3 separate regions of the Mus musculus genome follow, and all the other regions are linked to region 1. A link is a contact called in public Hi-C and HiChIP or PLAC-seq data. All regions are on one chromosome and are shown on one strand. Each heading gives the region's core, a stretch centred on a gene start, on an enhancer-like site or on the middle of the called end of the contact. The rest is flanking DNA. Distances are from core to core; before and after follow the strand shown.

The links. A called contact is a pair of places that touch in the nucleus more often than the background predicts. HiChIP or PLAC-seq counts read pairs in DNA pulled down with a chosen protein or histone mark.
Region 2: a contact with region 1 is called in an H3K4me3 HiChIP or PLAC-seq map of forebrain, with 31 times the contacts expected there. The contact joins the promoter of Celf2 here to the enhancer-like site in region 1. A contact is called at or near these places in 4 of 39 promoter capture datasets (cranial neural crest, frontonasal cranial neural crest, hippocampal neurons and 1 more), 2 of 484 Hi-C or Micro-C datasets (cerebral cortex and forebrain) and 5 of 115 datasets of contacts at active chromatin or transcription factors (SST interneurons, astrocytes, embryonic forebrain and 2 more).
Region 3: a contact with region 1 is called in a Hi-C map of forebrain, with 2.9 times the contacts expected there. The contact joins two enhancer-like sites. A contact is called at or near these places in 2 of 484 Hi-C or Micro-C datasets (cerebral cortex and forebrain).

The regions. Positions count from the first base shown.
Region 1 is chr2:8,534,948-8,538,817 of GRCm38.p6, forward strand. No RefSeq gene overlaps it. Among named protein-coding and RNA genes, the nearest start is that of Gm30904, 190 kb to the left of the region's middle. Within about 2 kb of position 2,069, at least 14 of the 459 cell types and tissues checked have an H3K27ac peak or open chromatin away from gene starts, as enhancers often do. A contact at or near this core is called in forebrain, where this site is marked.
Region 2 is chr2:6,883,115-6,886,984 of GRCm38.p6, forward strand. Celf2 (CUGBP, Elav-like family member 2) reads right to left here and starts at 1,882. Exons shown (of 14, transcript NM_001110228.1): 1 at 1,738-1,882. The coding sequence starts at 1,844.
Region 3 is chr2:7,529,381-7,533,250 of GRCm38.p6, forward strand. No RefSeq gene overlaps it. Among named protein-coding and RNA genes, the nearest start is that of 5031426D15Rik, 600 kb to the left of the region's middle. Within about 2 kb of position 2,006, at least 16 of the 459 cell types and tissues checked have an H3K27ac peak or open chromatin away from gene starts, as enhancers often do. A contact at or near this core is called in forebrain, where this site is marked.

The DNA.
Region 1 (3,870 bases), core at 819-3,318:
GCAAGGCTAAGCACTGCAATGGAAAGGCTCTGCGGCATATATGAGCCTATTCTAGGGAGACATGTCATCTTTCAAGAAGGTTCAGTGTCCTAGTTCCCTTCCCCCAGGCAAAACGACACGGGAGCAGGTCAGGGTTGCTCTGGGTAAAAGCCTGTGAGCCTAAGAGCTAATCCTGTACATGGCTCCTTTACCTACACACTGGGGATTTGACCTCTATCTCCACTCTCATTAATATGGGTGGCCTATTTGCTCTTATTAAAAGGATAGGGGGAGATGTTGGGAGCCGCGCCCACATTCGCCGTTACAAGATGGCGCTGACATGCTGTGTTCTAAGTGGTAAACAAATAATCTGCGCATGTGCCAAGGGTATCTTATGACTACTTGTGCTCTGCCTTCCCCGTGACGTCAACTCGGCCGATGGGCTGCAGCCAATCAGGGAGTGACACGTCCGAGGTGAAGGAGAATGCTCCTTAAGAGGGACGGGTTTTCGTTTTCTCTCTCTCTTGCTTCTCTCTCTCTTGCTTCTCTCTCTCTTGCTTCTTGCTCTCTTGCTTCCTGCACCCTGGCTCCTGAAGATGTAAGAAATAAAGCTTTGCCGCAGAAGATTCTGGTCTGTGGTGTTCTTCCTGGCCGGTCGTGAGAACGCGTCTAATAACAATTGTGTTTTTGTGTATCCAAGAATAAGAACATAGACAACTTTAATACATTCAAAAGAAAATGATTTGCCCGAAAATACACAAAGACTTTTTCTAGCTTCTCTTTGCACTTAGCGACAGTTTCATGTTAGTGGAGTTCAGGGAATGTACTTATTAGTTACTAGAGAAGATTGTGTTTCCAAGCTTGACTGTGGCTTCTACAGTTGTTTTGGGTTATAATCTTGAGTGAACAAACAAAAGAACCATACATTCTAAAAACACTGCAACCAAACATTTAATTATAGTCCTCCTGTGCTCAGCAAGGGAGGGAATAGTTACAGTGATAATTTTACAATGTAATGACAAAAATCAGTCTTTTCTAGTACTGTTCTGCACCCTGGGTGACATCCAAAGTGACCTTTTGGCAATGATGTTTCTTCTCTTTTTTCTCTCTCTCTCTCCTTTTTTTTTTCTTCTTTTTTTAACTGATTCACGTTACATCCAGCTCACAGCCCCTGTCCTGGTCACTCCCACCCATAATCCTTCACCTCTTCACCTCTCCTTCTCCTCTGAGCCAGTAGGACCCCTCTGGGTTTCCCTTCACTCAGGCACTTCAAGCCTCTGCGAGGCTAGGCACACACTCCCTCTCCCATTAAGGCCTGAGGAGACCACCTAGCTAGTAGAACCTCTCCCACGTATAGGCAACAGCTTTGGGACAGATCCCGCTCCAGTTATTCGGATCCCACATTAAGATCAACCTGCGCATCTGCTACATATGTCTAGCCCCTGTACGTTCTTTGGTTGGTGGTTCAGAGTCTGAGAGCTCCACGGGATAGTATGCCCAGATCATACTGTTCTAAAGAGAACTAAGCAAATGATCTAAACGCGCAGTATCGTGGTTGTTCTACTCTATCTTTTTTTTTTTATTTGAATCATGAATTTAGTTGGGACCTTTCACCCACATAATATGCCGTGTTCATAGTTGATTCCATTGTCTTCCCCTGTTTCCCCTACCCCCACTTGCTATTCTTCCCTTGAAGTAGCTCTCCTCTTTCCTTTTTATTTACTTTTGTATATATTTTAGGCATCTCAGCTTTTACAATAGTAGATTTTTATATTTCTTTTTTAATCCATCCTAATATACCTAGCTTTTTAAACAAAAAATATTTCTAAGGATTCTGATTTTTAATTTTATCTTCCATTCCCCTTTTCACTTCACAATGTCAGTGTGACTCATCCAATAGATTGATGACTCCCTTCCTCCCTCCCTCCCTCCCTCCCCTCCTCCCTCCTTCCCTCCTTTCTTTCCTTTGTCCCCTCTACCATCTCTTTTTCTCTTCTGTATGCTCTCCCTCTTTTCCTTCTTCTCTCTTCCTCCTCTCCCCCTCCCTGGCTCTCTCATCTTTCTATGGCAAAAATAGTCTCTAAATCTACATGTGGGTTTGAAAATTAAAACGTTTTAAAGTTTAACCCCATAAAAATTCCTCAACTGATCTGTGCATTCAGTTTTGTAGTTGCTACAAGGCATCCAACAGTGCCCTCTAATGCCAGTTTTTAAAACAATTGTTCCATACTTTTGCTTTAATCACAATGTTAAATCCTGTCATTTAGGAATCCATATCAAAGAATAAAATGCTATAAAATATTTACAATTTTAAAGACAAATTTTATAAAACATTTTCTTTAGATTTTAAAATTTAGTTAAATAATGTAATGTGATTACATTATTTTAACTCATCTTGATAATATTGTTTAATTACACTACTTCTGCTGATTGACACAATGTCCAACAAATTCTGTAAAGACACTTAGTAACAAATAATTAATCAAAACAGTATTTATTTTTAATGGCAAATAATAGTAACTTCTATATTAAATGCACAATTTATCACTGTAACTAGATGGATTTTTGGCACTTTCTAATTAAAAATTTTATAAACTTTGGCTAACCATATATATTTTAAGTATATAGCTATTAACTTTTTGGCTACATATTTGTCAGTATTTGTATCACATATTAAATCTGTTTTTATGAATAAATAATTTTTCCATTTTAAGTAGTAGTTCTATCAAAAATGTGAGGAGTATTCCAAAATTTTGTTTTTAAAAAAATCAAGTGGATAGCAACTACTATATGTACAAGCTTCTGGGTAAAGTAGAGTTGCCTTAGTATACCCCAGAAAATGAGAAGTCAGGGTAACACAGACTATTCCAGAGATAAGTAGAAGTGTACAGGAAGTCACAGAGAAAGCGATAGGGAAGCTTGAATGTATGTATGGGCACCTTGTGTGTACCTGGTGACTTTAGGATCAAAGGCATCAAATGCCCTGAAACTATCTAAGTAGGGCTGTTTGTAAGTCACTATATGGGTGCTGGAAAGCAAAGCCAGGTGTTCCACAAGAGCAACTAATATTCTTAACTGCTGAACCAACTCTCCAGCCCCATAAAAGTCTATTTTAAAAGCAAAATAATGGCAGCAAAGAAGAAAGAGATATTTCCACAAACCAAAACTATTTGCAAAGAGGTACCTGCTAGGGAAATATTCACAAATATGCGACTTCCCACAGCACAATTAAATACTACAAGCAAGAACATAGCAACAACAAGCACAACAACAACCTTGACATTCAATAACACACAAACAGTTGAATATCTTAATCTATTTTCAATTTATATGTTTTGTAGCCATTAAAGCTTCTAATAAACAATAATCATTATGTAACCTTAAATAAATAAATGTATCTGTTAAAAAATAGAAGTTGAATTATTTGTCTGTCTTTGTCCATGTCTATGCATCCATGTTTGTAATACATACAGAGACCAGAAGAGGAGATGAACCCTTTGGAGTAGCAGTTATAGGGATTTGTGAGCCATTGTACATGTTGGGAACTGAAGTCCCTTGATAGGGCAGCGAGTGCCTTTAACCTCTGAACTATTTATCTAGCCTCGCAAATTTTTCTACAGTAGACACATTAAAATGGCAAGTCTTTTCATCCGAAGTTATTACCTAAACATTTATGTATCTCTAATAAGTCTGTAAGTAGTGATCTCAGAATTTTGTCCTGGAACTTATTAAGATGATCTGAAAAGAACGGAATCACAGGGGTTGAGTATGGGAACCGGGTAGTGACACCAAGAAACACAGCAGTAAAAGAACCTGTGTGCGAGCTTCAGTCTGGAAAACAACAGAATTCAAAACAAAGCCCAAGGACGAGCTTTAGTCTATTAAATAAAC
Region 2 (3,870 bases), core at 632-3,131, 1.7 Mb before region 1:
GTTTCTCATATTGGGCTCTCGGTTTTAGTCTATGAACTTACTAATACATATCTCATAATATTGATCTGGCACAAACGGTTCATTAAGCAAAAACACTAAAACACTATAAATATATATTCTTTATAGACATCAACCTTAAAAGAGGATTTTCATGTAAATCTATTACTTATTATTTTAATTTCAGTTATTTTACATCCAGTGTGGAATAAAAATGGTTTCAGCATTTGAGAAGTTTGAACCAGATTTTTCCATATTCTCTCCTACAGTATTTTCACCTTAGAAACCAGTTTATCTTATGAAATGAAGGGCATCCGAATACACGTGAAATACTTGCCTTTCATAGAAATGCAGTTTGTAAGAATATAAACATCAAATCAAAGATCAATATATTCCATCGAAACCTTTCACTTAACAAAGTAACAGAACAATAGTTGGTGACCAAAATTGGAAAGGCAAAAGTTCTTATTCTTGGATTTCTAAACTGCTTGTCTGTGGATGCCAAAGGGGAAGCTAAAAACTAGGAATACTGATTACTTGAGCATTAAGTATGTCCTTCTTAACTTCTCTTTTATGCTACATTCCCTAGGTCCAAAAAAAGGGAGCATTTAAAATCCTCGGCGGTAAATACTGTAGAAGCAGGTCTGATCAACAAGGCATTTGCCACAATGATAATAGTATTACAAGCATCCTCAATCAATAAGTTTTCTTTCTGTAGTTAACAGAGAGGCAAGCCATAAATCTCTAACTTAATCCAGCCAACATAACTGCAAAATGCAAAAAGCTCTGAGAACGGCAGATAATAAATTTTTAAAAGCATAAAACCACAAATAAGCAGACCCAAAGCTTCCCTCTGATAGTCCACACAACAAGATTATAGGAGATAAAAGGGGGTGCTGGAAAAAAAAAACAAACAAACAGAAAACCAGCCCCAGACATGCATTAAGCTAGTTTGACAGCTCCATTGTTCCACCGGTCCCATTGTCAGACCCAAAGATGTATTCAGTGCTACAATGTCTGCTAGCAAATAAACAAAAGACTGCATTTTTAAAAGCAGGATGCCAATTCTATCATAATTCTCTCTCCGCTTCCCAAAAGGTCAGCTGTGTCTCCTTCTCGGTCTATGATAGAACCCCACCACCCATGCAGGAAGCAGGTATCTGCTTTCCCGCACAAGAGGACCCAGGACGCCATGCATGAACAGAGGTCTCCAAACAGGTACACATTTTGGCAAGCAGGATAAAGTGATCCAAACCTGATAACACGAGAGGACTATTTAGGTGTCTAAGTCCAGATTAGAGTGGTATTTGGAACGCAAGTCTAATATGGAGTCTCCTCAGCTCCTTTTTCGATGATTATTCCATGCAGAGTGCATAATAATGAAAGAGGCTTAGACATTGCAAAGGAAAAGACGAACCAACAGCCAGATTCGGAACCCTTAAAACATCCACTGGCTGCTCATAGGTAGCGGGGAGCAAATGCATGGTCTGCTTTCAAAAGACAACTAGTACACACACAACTCCCTCACAGCAGTCCTTCTCCTTTCTCTCCCTGGCTTGCTCGCTCTCCCTCCCAATCTCTTGGTCTCAATTTCATTTCCCTCTCTCTGTTTAGATTCTTTTTTCTCTCTCTTTCTCTTCTAAGATAAGGAAGCTGCTTGATTCAGGGCAAGATTGGCGTCTCCACCAGCTCTCAAAACTAGAAAAGCCTATGTTAAAAACAAAGGACCCAACAACATACCTTAAAAGCAGCTCCTCATTTCTCATAGTAACAGCGGATTTGGGACAGCGCATGCTTTCTACACTGATAGTCTCAACAAAAGCCAGTTCAGAAGTGCGCTCAAACATCAATGCCACAGTCGCTATTCACTAATGCGCCCCCTCTCCTCTCTCTCTCTCTCTCTCTCTCTCTCTCTCTCTCTCTCTCTCTCTCTCTCTCTCTCTCTCCCTCTCTCCTCTCAAATGCTGAATAGTACAGAAAAGGGCTCCTGCAGACTCACTGGGAAGAAATAATCCTCTCCGACAAGTTATGTTATCTAGGCATGTTTTTGCACTGGTGTGCTGTGTCTTCTAGAGAGAGCTTGTTTGCATGCACTCAAGCCTGGCATTGGATCTCCTAATTACCATCTTAAAAACTGGGAAGATTTTAAGCAACTCAGTGACATGTGATTTCATATATATATATATGTGTGTGTGTGTGTGTGTGTGTGTGTGTGTGTGTGTGTGTGTGTGTATGTTAGCAAAACCAATCTCACAGCACAGTTCACTATCAACTATCAGCAGAGCATCCCAGAGGACTGAGATTTGAACAGGTCAGTGTGCTCAAAAGGATTTTTGCCTCTCTTTTCTGGGACACTGCATTCACAGTTGGATTCATCTGTTCCTCTCCTCTTGTCCTTAGAAAGAGTGACAAGGTCAAGACCCTCAGCCTCACCCTGGACCATAGATGCAGAGAACAGAGGCTAAGAAACTGGGAAGTGTTTTAACTCTCTGTATGCCAGAGTTCTTATAAATTAAGAGCTTCATTCACCAGAATCCAGGCATCAAAGCCAGCAGGCAACACAAAGATTGTTTGGTCGCACTGAATGCGTAATTGACAGATACAGCAGCTTCATTCCTGAAAGGCTAATGAGTGGCTTTTTTTCCCCAAAACAAGAAAATTTGCTACTCTGCTTCACTATATTCTTGAGCCTTTGAACATAAAGTGGACCAGAGAAAATACACATTCCCCTTTCTGTTTCTTTGAGTAGGAATCATTCCATAAATAACTAGGAAGTCAAACAGTAAGTTAAGCACACACACACACACACACACACACACACACACACACACACACAGAGAGAGAGAGAGAGAGAGAGAGAGAGAGAGAGAGAGAGAGAGAGAGAACTCTATGGACTGCACACATAGTCATCCAAAAGGGCAAGTTCGGACGTCACTCCAGGGGATGCACACTGACCTTGGAAGTTGGGAAAACCCTCACTTTCTATGGAATAACCTAGAACATTTCAAAACAGACCTGAGTCAACAAAGACTGGTGTGAATCCTGAATGCTCACCCCATCCTATATCGGCACAAAGTGTATCTTTCCTAGTAAAATTCTGGACTTGAAATATAACCGGGACTAAGAGTGAAGAAAATGATGGTGGGTTTTGTTCTCCCCCATATTTGAGGACCTTAAATAATATACCCAGTATCTTGTAAGATCTCTGACTTTTGAACTTGGTCTTATCCACAGTCGGGAGATCTGGGGAGAGTGTAGAGGGAAGAGTTCCTCAGGCTCTGCTACACAACATTCCTGACTGGTGCATCCTAGACTATGGAAACAAAGAAAGGATAGACAACTGCCATTCCCATTTCTACACATCACTAAGACATGGCAAACCACTTGACAAAGATCAAGTCCCAAAACAAGAGCCTCATCTTAAGGACAACTCCATCATCCCAGGTCTTTGCTTCATTACACGATATGAAAATCACCAAGTGAACATATGAGAAGGAATGACCTTGCCAGGGAAGGCTACTGTATGAAATGCAACATGCTCCTTTGAAGTGGGAAAAGTTCATGTAAATGAACTTGGAACTGGAGAGACCTTGAGGAAATAGACTGTGACCTTCTTCCCCTTATGGCTTGTGGGAGTGTCAGAGCAGAAGGCTCTTGACCTCCCTGTAGCTCTCTTTGCCCTGTAGTTAAATGGAGCCACCAACTGCTAATTTATTTTAAAGCACGTGAAGAGCCTGTGAAACTGGGTGTGTTTGGTCAGTGCAAATATTAATAAAAAGTGAATGGTCGCATGGACATCTGCTGTGAGTTTGTCTGACAGGGAAAGTAGAACTGTGAGGCTTAGGCTGCTGCCCTGGTATCCATGCAGCTCTC
Region 3 (3,870 bases), core at 756-3,255, 1.0 Mb before region 1:
GGGTGTCTCTCAGTGAAGCTAATTAGGAGGCAGTGGCTTTCTGTTATTCTAAGTGCAAAAGTTTGTAAGAATAGAGCTTGAGCCAAATAGGAAGCTTCGAGTTCATTGCGCAAGAGTGGTCATAAGGATCAGAGAGTTAAGACTATAGGGACAATTACTTAACTAACAGCATACTCAGCTAACATGGAGCCTTGGGTAGGATAGGTGTCTTCCTCAAATGCTGTTCCATTCCCAGCTAGGCATCTGCTTTGGTGGGAGAGCCAGTGGAGGAGAGTTCCCACCTGATGTACAAATGGGGGCAGAGTGGGCAAGGAGGAGGACATGACTTCGATCCTCTGGGCACTGTGAGCTCCTACTGCTCCCGAGAGGGGACTTCCAGCTTTCTTACTTTCCCAATAGTGACTCGCTATTCATGGACAAAAGCATGAGTCAGCATGTCTGTGTCTTGCCAGACGATTTCTGTGTTTATACATCCATATGCTGTAGTGCCTCTCTGTAACTCAGCTCATCTCTCAGCCCTCAGCCACAAGGATCCTGAACAGAGCCCTCCTCCTCTCTCTGCTCCTGAGTACAGATCCATCTTCCTCTGAGAGAGCCACGCAGCTCCAAATACAATTGATTCTAAGAGAAAATTGCCCACCTTTTAGAGTAAATAAAGTTGAGAACGGGGCTGAGCAACTTCATTTCCACTTCCTAGCAGAGCGACTGAAGGCTGAGCTTCCTTCGACTTCAATTGCTCTCCTGAGAAAGTTTTTATTTAGCTTAACAGAAGAAAGCACAGTTTCTAGACCATAGAGGAGGAAAAAAAAAAAAAAAAAAAAAAAAAAGAACATTTCAACTTTGAATTAAAATCTCTCTCTCTCTCTCTCTCTCTCTCTCTCTCTCTCTCTGTCTGTCTTCCTGTTTCTGTCTCTGCCATACTCTTTCCCTGCCTTTCCTTGTATTATTACCAATAGTCAATTATAGCATTATGAACTGTCAACATAATAGATAGAAGTGTGCCATATAAATGACAAGAGAAAAGAATAGGGACAGAACGAAAGGCTCTGAAATATCTCTCTGAAGGCACGTTTGTAAATGACAGAGGAAGCGTTCACAGAGAAGATGGCAGACAAAACCCCAGGACCCTGTGAGGTAAAGACTGCACCTTATTTTCTGTAGAAACTGATGTTTGTGCGCCAGTGAGCAAAGAGGCTAACAAAAAGACACATTGAGTAATGGCCCTCAGATGTCTGTCCTTTGTGTGGCACATGTTGGATGTTACATAAAGCGCTCCTCCCTTTGCCCTCCTACAGGCTTGATATTTCTTTCTTTCTTTTCTTTTCCCTTTTCAAGGATTAAAGGAGACCATCCTACGTGGAGCTGTCAGGCATCAGTCAATGTGGGTTGAAATTAACCACAGAGAGTGACGCCCAACTGGGTTTAATCTGAAGGGAAAACGAAGACACTGTACTCACAAGAAGTTTAAATAATAGCATCTACATTATTTATATCCCCAGGCTTTAATCCAAATAACCAATGGAACAAGAAAAATAAAAAGAATAAAAGGTTGTACACAGTGTTTTGTGCAGTATAGGTGTCTCAAACTAATGAGCCTTCTGGATCCTCGTGCGCTTCTGAATATCACCAGGGGTGATTATAGCTTGCAAAAAAATAGACCAAAAAAAGGCATGCCTTCCTATGTCTTGGGCTGTAATTAAAGCCACAAGCCATCAGAAAGCAAAGAGGCCAGCTGCAGCCTTAAAACCTTTAGCACCCTGGCATTAAAAATAGATTACAGCACAAAATATGTACCCAAAATAATACCAATAAAAAATTTGCACATTTGATTACTATAATTGATTTTTTTCCTTCTAGATATGAATAAATGACCCAGGCTAAATGCCAGTTCCTTGCAAAGAATTTCATTTAAGCTTCACTGAATTGAAAAGGCTCAACCAGACTCAACATTTCCAACTTCCTAGCAAGTAGCAGAAAATCTACCTGACAGTTGCTATGGAAACACGAACAGGAAGAGTGAACCACCAGCCTATAAATCCACAGAGAAACCTTTCTTAATTGGAAGGCCTTTAACCCACACATTTTTCTCATAGCTGCAGAGCTTATTTCTAAAGAGATTATTAAATTCCTCAATTGACTTATGAAGGATGCTTCCCACTATATTACTGTGCTTTGGGTTGCTCATTCTTTATATCTGTTTCCAAAATTACAAAGCAGACCAGGGATAATAAAAGTTAACACAGATGTTTCAACGAAAAATCCATACGATGTTCCGAAAATAACTTCAGAGGCAACTCTGAACACAAAGGAGTCCTGCATGGGTACCAAGATGGGTTGCTGCATTTTGTTTCCAAACCATATGTAAGACACTGAAGGTTTTCAATCCTGCCTGCATCTGCCATGTTACCATAAAAGAAAAATCCTGGTCACACATCGTGATGTTGAAGAAAGCTGCCTGAATTGCAGAAACGAATAAATGAGGTTATGGGATGGGCTACTTTTATACTCACTCCTGACATTTTAGAAAGTTGCTCCTTAGCAGGAATTAGCAAATGCTACTAGCATGTGACTGACCCAAAGAAGAAGCACACAAGTACCACCTAATGTCTCCATGAATTTTAATTGTACTGGCATAGTTTAGTTAATCCATTATGTGATGGAGTTTTTAATATGATATATAGGAGAGGGCAGAGTTATAAGAGAAAACATAGACTATACATACCTGATCAAATCCACACAGGTCCTCCCTGATTTTGTAAGCAGTGTCCCTCCTCCCAGTTCTATTGCTTTCAAGTTGTATCCCGGAGGGGTCCTTAGGTATCTTTATTAATGGCTTTCTTTTCCTGTTGGATTCTCTTCCTAATTACTCCATTTATGTCTTTATTTAGTTTTGTCTCATCACTAGCATTTGTTTCTGCTGTGGTGGTGCTGGAGAGGTGGCTAAGTGGGTAGGCAGGAGCCACCCGCAAGTACAAGGACCCGAGTTCAAATTAGGAAACAACAATGTAGAGATCTGAGCAGAGCAACAAAGAAATCTATAAGTCCCCTGCTCTAGGGTGTGGTCTAGCTTCTCCTGGGGTCTGTTGTCTACCAGTGTAGCTCCAGGCTAAGTGTGAGATGAGTGATAAAGACTAACACTGAAGTCCTCCTTGGACTTCCATTAGTGCAAGGGCACATGCATGTGTATATTCATCACAATTAGAGTGCACACACACACACACACACACACACACACATGACCTCTTCTGGTCTTGAAAATATAATCCAACAAAAGCTATTGATCCCATATTCTATTACTTTTCCCTGATCCCTCTTTCAAGGCTTTCTCCTGTCTGTATCTGTATAAATTTGTTCTTTAGGCCTTTGTTAGTTTATGTCTTTATCTCTTTTCCTGTTCTTGGAAGGTGACTCCCATTCTTGTCCTCACACGTGGGCTCTCTAGGTGCTGACTTCCCATCTGGTGAACACTCCTGTATTCTTTCTTATGTCTTTCCCTGTATACCATAAGACTCATTTCTGGCTTTCCTTTCTCCTCTGTCTACATTATATTTCTGTTATATCTGTTGTAAACTTTCCCCCTTATTTAATGGCTTCCATTAGCCTGTGGTACAGTAATGAGTTACAAATATTTATTGTAACCTAATTTGGAAAAGAGGGACTTAAAAATTATCTACAAGCCTAGAGAGACAGCTGAATGGTTGAGAGCATTGGTTGTTCCTCAGGAGTTCTAGACTGATTTGCAGTACCTACACACAGTGACTCATAGCTACCTCTGACTCCAGTTTTGAGGGACCTGGCACCCTCTTCTAGTCTTTTTGGAAACACACACACACACACACACACACACACACAAATCATAAAAATATATTC